Linked DNA regions of Mus musculus: region 1 is linked to region 2. The links are chromatin contacts, called in public promoter capture Hi-C maps. All regions are on one chromosome and are shown on one strand. The core of a region is the stretch at or near the end of the contact, and the rest is flanking DNA. Distances in the headings are between cores, read along the strand shown. Region 1 has its middle 24 kb from the start of Gm49566. Region 2 holds the start of Lamp3 (lysosomal-associated membrane protein 3).

Evidence for each region. Promoter capture Hi-C pulls out the DNA fragments that hold promoters and counts their contacts.
Region 1: a contact with region 2 is called in a promoter capture Hi-C map of pre-B cells, with 4 times the contacts expected there. The contact joins the enhancer-like site here to the promoter of Lamp3 in region 2. A contact is called at or near these places in 11 of 39 promoter capture datasets (3T3-L1-derived adipocytes, the C10 cell line, the HPC-7 cell line and 7 more).

The regions. Positions count from the first base shown.
Region 1 is chr16:20,263,985-20,266,719 of GRCm38.p6, reverse strand. No RefSeq gene overlaps it. Among named protein-coding and RNA genes, the nearest start is that of Gm49566, 24 kb to the right of the region's middle. Within about 2 kb of position 1,414, at least 12 of the 459 cell types and tissues checked have an H3K27ac peak or open chromatin away from gene starts, as enhancers often do.
Region 2 is chr16:19,705,028-19,707,727 of GRCm38.p6, reverse strand. It overlaps Lamp3 (lysosomal-associated membrane protein 3), which reads left to right and starts at 1,363. Exons shown (of 6, transcript NM_177356.3): 1 at 1,363-1,512. The coding sequence starts at 1,464.

The sequences.
Region 1 (2,735 bases), core at 165-2,664, 560 kb before region 2:
ATGTTGTATGTGCTATTCCTGTAGTGCACTTGTACAGACCTTTGCCCACTCCCATGTTGTATGTGCTATTTCTGTAGTGCACTTGTATATACCTTTGAGCACTCCGATGTTGTATGTGCTATTCCTGTAGTGCACTTGTACAGACCTTTGCCCACTCCCATGTTGTATGTGCTATTCCTGTAGTGCACTTGTACAGACCTTTGAGCACTCCAATGTTGTATGTGCTATTCCTGTAGTGCACTTGTACATACCTTTGAGCACTCCGATGTTGTATGTGCTATTCCTGTAGTGCACTTGTACATACCTTTGCCCACTCCAATGTTGTATGTGCTATTCCTGTAGTGCACTTGTACAGACCTTTGCCCACTCCCATGTTGTATGTGCTATTCCTGTAGTGCACTTGTATATACCTTTGAGCACTCCGATGTTGTATGTGCTATTCCTGTAGTGCACTTGTACAGACCTTTGCCCACTCCCATGTTGTATGTGCTATTCCTGTAGTGCACTTGTACAGACCTTTGAGCACTCCAATGTTGTATGTGCTATTCCTGTAGTGCACTTGTACAGACCTTTGCCCACTCCGATGTTGTATGTGCTATTCCTGTAGTGCACTTGTACATACCTTTGCCCACTCCAATGTTGTATGTGCTATTCCTGTAGTGCACTTGTACATACCTTTGCCCACTCCGATGTTGTATGTGCTATTCCTGTAGTGCACTTGTACATACCTTTGCCCACTCCAATGTTGTATGTGCTATTCCTGTAGTGCACTTGTACAGACCTTTGCCCACTCCCATGTTGTATGTGCTATTCCTGTAGTGCACTTGTACATACCTTTGAGCACTCCGATGTTGTATGTGCTATTCCTGTAGTGCACTTGTACAGACCTTTGAGCACTGGGTCCTGAAATGGAGACACTGTCTGCGAAGGCGGCATTTCTTTTGCTGGAGGAAGTCTTCCACGAGGGCAGGCTCTGAGCTTTCATCTCATTGCCCACTCTCACTTCTTACCTCTGCTCTGCTTCCTGCTCCTATCTGCAGCCACGTTCCCCTGCCAGGATAGACTCTCACGCCTCTGGAACAGAAACCAGAACAAACAGTTCATGGTGTTATCTCATCAACAAAATGTACCTAATACACAAGTAGATACCAGGGAGCAGAATTTACTCTTAAGAACCTGATTGTTGTTTGTTTGTTTGTTTGTTTGTTTGTTTTTTCAGGAAAATGTGTAACTTTTTAGATTTTAAACCCCCAAAGCAACAGAGTGCTGTAAGTTGAACTTAAATTTAGAGACATGCAGGATGCAAGAGCGAGCACTTGTGGATTCTTTCCATGATATTTCAGACAGCCGATGCCTAAGTGTGTGTGGCAGGGGAGTCCCTGTGTGAAGAGCTTGAGGGACGAGGGCCTACGATAGAGAGGGCAGTGCATGAAATTGTGAAAGTGAAACCTGGGTTACAGTAGAGATCGAAGTTGAAGATATTAGATCCATGTGACATTTTTCAGATAAGATGGTGTGTGGTTCCCAAGCTTACACGGTGAATCACAGCAGGACGGACTGTGGTTCCTGGGGCTTCCCAACACTGGGGGTGAGGGGAGGCTGGCTTTTAGTTTTCTTCTGGCTTTAGTATGAGGCATAAATGGTAGAACAAAATATATACAGAGCCCAGAACCTGTATGTCTCCAGCCATACAGTAAGGGTACTTCCCCCACTGTATATATAATTATAATTATTACATATATACATAAAAGTGTAAGTTATTAGAATGTTTAGCTCAATACCATATACTACTCTACTATATTCACCTGTTTGGTAACATCCACTTGTGTGTGTGTTGTTGTTGTTGTATGCACAATGGCTCTTTATGCTTAGTGCTTATGTTTAGTACTCCCAAATATATTATCCTTTTATATAACTACTGCTTGGCTATAAATGTAACATTGGTTTGTGTGTTGGTGTTTGTCTTATATAAATCTCTCTCTCTCTCTCTCTCTCTCTCTCTCTCTCTCTCTCTTTGTGTGTGTGTGTGTGTGTGTGTGTGTGTTGGGGAAGGTCAGAAGACACCAGAGTGATTCTCTCCTTGTCGCAGAGTGTTTCCCTGGAATTTTAACTCAGGTCCTCAGGCTTGGGAAAAACAGTTTTACTGGATGAGGCATAGTCAGCAACCTGCTATATTCTGAACGCCTCAGGTCTTTAGAGTGATACCCATTATACTGAAAAACTTCTTATTGGCCTTAGGCTATATGAAAGATAGGAAAACCATAATTGATTCTCATGCTTCTATATGCTTGTCTTTGTAATTTTCTTAAGTAAATCTTGGTTTTATGGTATAGTAATAAATGGGTGAATAACCATTAAATTACTGTTAACCAGTAACATTTCTTCTTTTTTTTCAGCCGTTCACTGTAATGACAATACATTTGGACACAGTGAATGATATTATCAAAAAGTTACAGCTGTTGCTGGGGGTACCTGTGAGTGACTCAAAATATACTTTTTTCTTAAAAATCAACTTTTCTCTATGTGGCCCATTCATACTTAACATCTGTAGGAACCTCACTGTCAGATGCCACCTGATTGTTCTGCACATCAATTTCCCACTCTTTCATCCTTACTTGAAGAAGCACAGGCAGATAACATGTTATATTAGTCTATGTATAGTCATTGCTCTTGTGTTCTTGGATGAAATTTCATGTGAATATGATTTATAGCACAATGAAACCATGTACATGGTC
Region 2 (2,700 bases), core at 114-2,613:
ATTTAATCCCAGAACTTCTTTAACTCTGCTGTGGCCTCTTGGCTTTTCATCATTATTCTGTAGTACACACACACACACACACACACACACACACACACACCCTCCAAAATGAGGAAACAATGAACATCACAGTGGCATGCCTTGCACACAGAAAGTACTCTAGAACTACTCCACAACTTTGTGATTGAGAAACTGGCTGGCAAAAGTTTATAGAAATGGTTTCAAGCTATTACATAAAGAGGAGACATAGCAGCTTTATTTATAATAGCCAGAAGCTGAAAAGAACCCAGATGTCCCTCAATAGAGGAATGGATACAGAAAATGTGGTACGTTTATACAATATGGTACTACTCAGCTATTAAAAACAATGAATTTATGAAATTCTTAGACAAATGGATGTATCTGGTGGATATCATCTTGAGTGAGGTAACCCAATCACAAAAGAAAACACATGATATGTACTCACTGATAAGTGGATATTAGCCCAGAAGCTCAGAATCCTTCTTAGAAGGGGGAAAAAACACCCATGGAAGGAGTTACAGAGACAAAGTTTGGAGCAGAGACTGAAGGAACGACCATCCTGAAACTGCTCCACTTGGGGATTCACCCCATAAATAACCACCAAACTCAGACACTATAGCAGATGCCAATAAGAGCCTGCTGACAGGAGCCTGATATAGCTGTCTCCTGAGGGGCTCTGCCAGTGCAGAAGTGGATGCTCACAGCCATTCATTGAACAGAGCACAGGGTCACCAATGAAGGAGCTAGAGAAAGTACCCAGGGAACTGAAGGGGTCTTGAAGCCCCATAGAAGGAACATCAATATGAACTAACCAGTACCCCCCAGAGCTCCTTGGAACTAAATCACCAATCAAAGAAAACACATAGTGAAACTTGTAGCTCTAGCTGTATATATAGCAGAGGATGGCCTAGTTGGTCATCAATGGGAGGAGAGGCCCTTGGTCCTGCGAAGGTTCTATGCCCCAGTATAGGGGAATGCCAGGACTGGGAATGGGAGTGGGTGATTTGGGGAGCAGGGAAAGGGGGGAAGGGATAGGGGATTTTCGGAGGGCAAACTAGGAAAGGGGATAACATTTGAAATGTAAATAAAGAAAACATCTAGTTAAAAAAAAAGTGGAGACCCATCTCATAAGGGAAGGAGATGCCCCAGATTTGCCACCATTCCTGGAAAAATAATTTCTGTTTCCCTTCACCCTAACTAGCCCCCACCCACACTTTCATCTCTTTCAAACACTCCAGGAAGAGGTAAGTGTTTACTTTCTCACTATGAGGTACAGAACAAAGCTTGGCTCTATTAGCTACCTCTCATGATGTGAGATCAGTTTCCCTGCCATAAGTGGATGAGCTTGGTGTTCCTTGGTGTTCTGTGGATCTGCTCTGAAACTGAGTCCATTCCTACAGAAGACTCAAGCACACAACAGTGGTAGAATAATCTTACCTGCCATGCCTGGGCAGATCTCTGCAGTAGCTGTACTCTTCCTGTCCCTGACTGGTAAGTGACACACCCCATTTGCTGTGGTGGCCATTCTTTATCCATTTCTCTTAAATCTAAATGCATGTAGGTGTCCTGGACCAAAGGTGAAGCAGGGAGGGCTATAGGGCTATAGATGCTGTTTCTGCTACTACAGGTATTTAGTGTGAGAACATTTAAAATCTGTTATCTTACATAGGTGGGGCAGACCTATTTTTTTCCATGGGCCTTTATGGTTTGAGTGGAATTTCTGTGAGTTAGAATAGGAATCGATACCAGAAGACATTGCCTATGACACCTATATTAGTACAGATACCATATCAATGTGAGTTTATAAAAATCACGTTGATTTAAGAGAACTAGGCTAGAGCTTAGGAATTGGAGCTGTAGCTGGTTTCATACTCCGTCCTCTGTTTATCTTAAATATGTTGTTTATTTATATAAATAGTGACATGTGAAGATATATCAAAAGTCATCTGATCAGTTCTACCACTTCACAAAGGTGTAAACTGAGGCATCAAAAATGTTATTAAGATAGTGCTATTGCACATCAAGTCAGAGAAGTAGCCTTGGGAGCCAAGCTTTAAATGGCTATTTAAGTACCTAATCTCACTAGAGTATTTTGTGCGAAAGATAATGAGTTCTATCAGGTTCTTGTTCTGTTCTACTAGCAAGTGTATCAAAAAATTTCCAGTTCCTCCTACAACTACTGAATTTAGCTTGTGAGATCACTGACTTAGTCTACACTCCACTGCTTACATGGAGTGGAGGACACTGTGGCCTCAGTTGTTACATGAATCTTAAGGAAGCTGTGCGGTCATGATAGCTGCCTTAATCCAAGTAGTTTTTGTTTGTGCCATGCTTTCAGAATTATAATTTCATGCTCTCCGAAGTACACACACACAAAAAAAAGACTTAATTTGGCAATGTAGTACAATGGTCGTGTTAGCTTAGCTTTGGATCCACTAACTAACACTGTGGGAATAACTTCCCACAACTTAATGTTTTAAGCTAGAAGAAAAAGTAAAAATTGCTGCCTATGCACAGACTCTCATCCCTCTAGAAGTAAAAGTAGGATTAAAGGCTCCTTACTACAAAAAACACAGGCTTAGCTTATTAAACTTTCATTGCTAAGGAAGAAGAGGCAGGACTTTGAATATTTACGTGTGTGTGTGTTTAATACATTAGTAAGCATTTTGTCTTTGTTAT